2 separate regions of the Drosophila melanogaster genome follow, and region 2 is linked to region 1. The links are chromatin contacts, called in public Hi-C maps. All regions are on one chromosome and are shown on one strand. The core of a region is the stretch at or near the end of the contact, and the rest is flanking DNA. Distances in the headings are between cores, read along the strand shown. Region 1 holds the start of Cyp12e1 (Cytochrome P450 12e1). Region 2 overlaps lncRNA:CR31386 (long non-coding RNA:CR31386).

The links. A called contact is a pair of places that touch in the nucleus more often than the background predicts.
Region 2: a Hi-C map of the Kc167 cell line shows a contact between it and region 1, with 2.1 times the contacts expected there. A contact is called at or near these places in 7 of 107 Hi-C or Micro-C datasets (the Kc167 cell line, embryo, eye imaginal disc and 1 more).

Annotation. Positions count from the first base shown.
Region 1 is chr3R:10,432,867-10,436,152 of dm6, forward strand. Cyp12e1 (Cytochrome P450 12e1) reads left to right here and starts at 1,923. Exons shown (of 6, transcript NM_141746.4): 1 at 1,923-2,011; 2 at 2,069-2,159; 3 at 2,234-2,477; 4 at 2,526-2,642; 5 at 2,701-3,151; 6 at 3,210-3,286. The coding sequence starts at 1,934.
Region 2 is chr3R:11,267,895-11,271,163 of dm6, forward strand. It overlaps lncRNA:CR31386 (long non-coding RNA:CR31386), which reads right to left. Exons shown (of 5, transcript NR_048373.1): 5 at 1,521-3,269. Among named protein-coding and RNA genes, the nearest start is that of lncRNA:cherub, 13 kb to the left of the region's middle.

The DNA.
Region 1 (3,286 bases), core at 673-3,172:
GCGTGGGCGAATGGGCAGGCGCATCATCCATCAATGGCATTTGCGGCAAGGACAGCGGCGAGTGCTCTCGGTGAGTGCTTCTGACGTTTTTGTGTCGCAGACACAACAACACTAATATTGGGGGCGAGTGGGGGAGGTCCCAGGATCTGGCTAGCATCCCCCTTCTTTTTTTTCCAAGCTCATGCGGCGAAATTTGTTCAGTTTTCGCTGCAAAGAAAAATCAAAATCTCTGCACTGAGGGGAAAATAACGATCACATATAATTCGATATAAAGTTGCTTAGTTTTTTGCCATTTCTGATATTCTTTTTAATATTATGTAATTGTTTTCATAAATGTATTTATGGCACCCAAAAAACTGTATTGTTTTAGCAACTCTTTCTGCGTTCTATTCTCTTCCTATTATCCTTTTTCTTTATTCTGTGCAAGGTCCTACCCTTTTGCCCTATGCTCTGCTATTTGTAAAATAATAACATAAAATATGGCTGGCCTTGAACAATTTACTTTTATTTTATTATTATTGCCCAGCCTCCGTTGAAACTCCGCTTCAACATGTGAATCGTTCTTTCCTCTCTTTCCTTTTGTAAATGTGGGTGTATGTGTGTTTTCGTGTGGGTGAGATGTCTGCATTGTTGTTGCGCCCCGCTTTTAGCTTCATTAAATTTATGTTGCAACCCACCCGCCGACCCCGCTTACTCCAAATATCCTGGGCCTAGTTGCACGTGCCGCGTGGCCGTAAAACAGATCGTAAAAGTTTATTACTTGCGGCTTTTGTTTGTTACTCTGTATGTGTGTGCTGCTTTCTCTTTTCCCTACGACTATGTGTGTGTGTGTGTGTGTGGTGCGCTCTCGCCTTTTCGATGTGTTTGTGTGAACCGCCGTCGCTGTCAGCTGTCAAATTGAATTTGTTTATATTGCCAACAGCTCGCCGCTCCAACAGGTTTCATTTTCACTCCCGTCCCGGAAATCATTGCGTCATGCTGATATTTTGTATTTTAACACCCCTCCGTCGCCCTCTGACTGCCACGCCCCCTTTTTTCCGGCCACGTCATCCTCAGGCTTTGTGTTTAGGCTGCAAAAGTCGATTTTTGTTGGTTTAGGTCAGTTTAGTTAGCTGGCTTTGACAGCTCAAAGTCGAGGTCAACTTTTGTATGCCCATCATCAGCTGTCTCTGTGTGAGTGTGAGTGTGAGCGAGCGTGTGTGTGCGTGCTCGAGTGTCCCTGTGTGTGTGACTGGGTTTCAGTCGGTGGGTGTGTATGTCCTTACACAGGATATATTTATGGGCCCGCTTGTCGAGACGCTTACACTCGCTGCGACGCGTCCTTGTCAGTTGCCAAAAACATAAAAAATCGATTTTATTATAGCCGTCAGTCTGGCCCGTCTATATAGATTTTCTGTCACCGCTGATATTGCCTTTGTCTGGGTATCGTTGTCCCTGTGTGGGTGTGTGTTGGTGACAGGCTTAAATTTCCGGCGGCTCTGCTAAGGTTTTTAAAGATCTAACAGGGTCAACGTTGCGTATGCGTTATGTGTAAGTTAGCTAGGGAAATTATAAGCTTAACATGAATTTAGATACCTTAACAGATAGTGAACGCTATGTGGCGACTATTAGAGTTTGAATGTATCATACACTTATGCTAAACATTGGATTTATTTGTAGAATGAGTACACAGAAATAACAGACGAAAGACAAAATATAGAATTAAGATAGGCATTCCAATTATGACATCACAAAAGCTTATTTCCAAGTTTTGCAATCTTTCCAACGAAATCGAGACCAAAACAAATTGCTGAAAAAAACATAAACAAAATTAATCAAATATTCACCCGCTGAGAAAAAGAGCGAACTGGAAAGCTTTGCAAAGCTCACTAAATGTGAATTAATTCAAAAAGTTTACTAATCGAAAGTTGAAAGAATCTTTTTAGTCTGCAAAATGTTGTCAACGCAGTGGAACGCAAATAAACAGATCTCTAGGCAGATCTACCAGCTATGCAGGGGTCTGGCCCAAAAGGTAAGGAAAATATATTTTAAATATATATTTATATGTGTATGTAGCATAAATCAATAGGCCACAGCAGTGAACTTGGAAGAGGCCAAACCTTATGCTGATATTCCGGGACCCAGTAAATTGCAATTGATCAGAGCTTTTCTGCCGGGCGGTAAGTGAAGGAAAAGCTTTCCAGTATTCTCTCATTCGAGAATTGTTGATCTTTTGTTGAAATCCTCTCTTAAGGTCTCTATAAGAATTTGCCGGTCCACGAAATGTTTCTCGATATGAACCGACAATATGGAAGTATCTTTCGGATGCCCAGTGTGGCAGGAACCGATTTGGTGCTAACGATGAATCCTCAGGACTACGAAGTAATCTTTCGAAACGAGGGTCAGTATCCTTATAGAAGGAGTTTTGAGGTAATGGACTACTTTAAAAGGGTTCACCGGCGGGAAGTATTCGATGGCTATGATGGGTTGACTTCGGGGTAAGTAAACTAGATTTGAGGAGTAATATGACATTTATAAACTTTTAGAAATGGACCTGCTTGGGGCAAAATGCGCACTGCTGTCAATCCCATTTTGTTGCAACCACGTAACGCCAAGCTTTATATGACGAATTTGGTACAAGTAAGCGATGAGTTTCTGGAGCGGTAAGCAATGTTAGAATTTTCACTAAAATCTAAAAGAACTTCTTTAATTAAATTTAAGCATTCGCATTATTCGAGATCCTGTTACGCAAGAGATGCCAGATGACTTTGCCGTGGACATTCGGCATTTGGTGATCGAATCGATTTGCTCTGTTGCCCTGAACACACATCTTGGCTTATTGGGAGAACAGCGGAATAACAAGGATATTCAAAAGCTCGTCTTGGCTCTGCAAGATGTAGTTGAGCTGGGCTTTCAGCTGGACATTATGCCCGCATTTTGGAAATATTTGCCAATGCCTAATTTCAAGAAGCTCATGCGTTCATTGGATACAATTACGGACTTTTGCTATTTCCACATTGGGAACGCTTTAAAACGGATCGAGGAGGACGCCAAGGCTGGAACACTGAATGAGATTGGTTTGGAAACTAGCCTGCTGGAGAAGCTGGCCCGCTTCGATCGCCAAACAGCAGTGATTATAGCCATGGATTTGCTATTTGCAGGAGCGGATCCTGTAAGTTTACAATTGAATCACTTCAAAATTATTAAAGTTCATTCTATTTCATTGGCAGACTCTTGTAACCCTAGGAGGAATCTTATTCAGCCTGTCCAAGAGTCCTGACAAGCAGGCTCGACTTCTGGAGGAGAT
Region 2 (3,269 bases), core at 82-2,581, 830 kb after region 1:
GGTCCTCGAGCGAAGACACGTGAGCTGCTGAGTGGTGCAACTTGCTTTAATATTAATAGCTTATTGCGACCAACTTGTCGTTGGTTTCTACCGATAAGGGTTATTTCGATTACATAGCAAAGGTATCTTTCAATACACATTTACAAAGCTATATAATATAAAACCAAAAAGTGTGTGTTGAATAGTAGTTATTAACGGTTTTTGTCAATGTCGAACTATCGAACTAAATTCTGGTATTTTATGTATAATTAATTAAAGCCTCTGTTACTTTAAATAAACATTTGTAATTTTCAAAAAATTGTTTTTTTTTCAGCCTGCATGGCAAATTCACTTGAAGTTCCATTTGATTCTCCAGCGGAAGCTGTCTCCGTCCTGGCAGGAAGCTCAGCCATGTCGCTGCTCCCCCACAGATTCATTCAGGAGGTGGAACTTTGTAGCTCATTAGAATATTTTCTGCCCAAAAACTTTCCGCAGCTAGAGAGACGGCATCGAAAAGGACAAAAGAGATAGAAAGCAATTGAATGGAGCTAGTGAGGAGGCAATGCATGCATTTATTTATAGCGCAAAAGTAAAACGAGTGAAACGAGAAAAAAAACGACATTCTTTGTTGGCATTCCATTTAATTGGTCTACGAGTTGTTCCTGTCGAGACTCTGGACCAGCATATCCCGCTCCTCATCCGGGAAGTTTCCCAGGCTCCGCACTCATTGTATCTGTTGGCCGCTCTGCATCTTGCAACTGGTTGGGACCTGAACTGGTCCTGATGGTCAGTAACCTTTGGCCCAAGAACTGCAAGTTCAGCTTCCCAAAAAAAAGGGTAAAAACCTCCGAAGATGCTGCGCAGATTTCTCAGATTTTCTCAGGATTTTCTTCGCTTCAAACTGGTCAGTGGCAGAACTTGGACGGGTCAAAGGATTGATGGGCATCTAAGGGTGGTTTTTAACGGACAACTTGGCGGAGGTATCTTTACCTTGTTGGGGTGTGTAAAATGTTCGACACGGATGTTTTCGAAAAATAATGTATTTTGGTTGAGCACCTGTTTGTTTTTATTACATACACTTTGGAATTGTAAATCACACGAACCATGATTAGATTGTTTGTATATATAATTAATTATTTTTATCTTTAAGCTATTTTAAATATTATATACCTTTTAAAATGTACAGAAGGACACCAATTTTAATTATATTTTAGGTATACAAAATTCGCTCAGTTTCCTTCAAACTCTTTCAGTTTTTTGTGTTCGCTCAGGATTTTTCAATTTCGCTCCGTTTTAATAGTAGCGCCCTCTGTTGTTTGGCTTCCTGAACAAGTTCGGAGAAATGGTTTGAGGGTTCAGCTTTCAACCACCAGGTGGTGGTTCTGCGGATAATTAAGTTATCCAGGAGTGAGAGAGCAGTATTCTCTTCGCGAAATGGATAAAATGATACCTTATTTTTTCAAACTGTAGGTATTTATTATTATACTTTGAACATTAATTTTTTGGTACAGCAATATATTTTAAAATAATTATTAATTATTATTGAATTAATCAGATTTAATTTTTAACACAAATAATTTATGAATAAGCCTTAACCAAATGAAATTATAAATAAGAATTATGAATAAAACTAGTTAAGTTTACAAAGTTTGTATCAATATTTTATATATTCATTTTATTTGCTTAATTTTTGTCATTTTTTTTACTTTATTACTTTATTGTGAAGAAACCGATTTTATAATATCTTACTTTTGGGGAGGTACTCCCAGTCAAAACTCTGATTGAATTTCATAAAATTGCTTAGCAACAATTAATTAAAAGTACCCGTTGACCTCCCTCCTCCTGTTATATAGCCCGACCATTTCACGATATCCTTTTTTCAAATGTTACCTAGCGAAAATCTTATTGGTGAAGGCGAGTCAAGGCGACCTCAAGCCAAGTCCTTCGTTTCCATCTTTTTTGCAAAAGCGTTCGGTTTTGGCTTCGCATTCGTCGTCGCGCAGAAAAAGGAGGCAGCGATATAAAATAAATTAAAAGAAAGAGCCAGCAGCAGGACGAAACCGCGAAGAAGAAGAGAGAAGGTCCTGGGCAAGAAGCAGGAGCAGAAGCAGGAGGCAGGCCAAAGCAAAGCAAAGCCAAGCAAATGCTTTGCATTTTTAAAATAGAAAAGGGGCGGAGCACATTTAAATGTGGCTTGGTTTTTTTTTCGCCGGCATTCCTCTTCTTCATCGTCCTTGTCGTCCTTTTTTCACTTGGCTGCTGCCACTTACTATGCAGTCCAATAAGATGAGGCCAAGGCAAGGAGGCGAGCGACAGAGACGCAGATAGAAACTAGTTGGAAAAATAGCTGAGATGGGGAGAAAGGGTCCTGGAAATGGCAGGACGTGCACTTAAAAGTATAAAAGGCAGCAAAAGAAAATTATCAAACGAAAACAAATATTAATGCCAGTTAGTGGGAAGGAGGAAAGGCAAATGCAAATGACAGCTGGCGGAATGAGTGCGAGAAGAAGTGGAAGTAGCAGAAAAAGGACCCAGTGACAAAATGGCACTTTGAGGGCACGTAACGATGGTTGAAAAGGATATGAAAGAATTTTCGCAAACGTAGTTAGTTCGGCTGGGCGGTTGGTCTGCTGGGAAGTTGGGCAGTTAAGGTGGTTGGTTCAACAGCCGCTTGTCTGATTCTCCAAAGGACCAAGCCCCCAAGGACCGAGGACCAAGGACCAAGCGAACGGCACCGGACTGCATTCATTTGTAAATATTGTAGCCTGCAGGATACGTATGCAAATAACATTAAGAGCATCGCATAGAAAAATGTAATTTCACTTGATTTGCTCAAAAATGCAAACAGAGACGAGGAGGCACACACACACACACACACACACATAGAAACCGAACACACACCGACACGAAGGACACGTACACGGGCAGACAGATAACGGGCCATAACATGGTAGAAAGTTAAACGAAGATAAGAGCCAGAAGAAAGGAAGGAAGGAAGCAGCGGCAACAGGAAAAAGTCAGCTCCTGACAGGATATGAAGCGAAGGACGAGGGGCCAGCCCAGCTGGAGGCATTCGAGGACATCGAGGAAGTAGGCAGTTACTTCGATACGACGACTGGAGCGAGAAGGGTGCAAATCGAAATCGCTAGGGTGATACATAAGGTCATCCAAACAAGATTTAATACTGTAGCAAAACGCAATGAAGCTGCCTAAGAACAACATTTAACAAACCTCTAAAACTTATACTGATGAAGTGAAATAAGAAAGTAAAAATTCTTGGTAACTACACA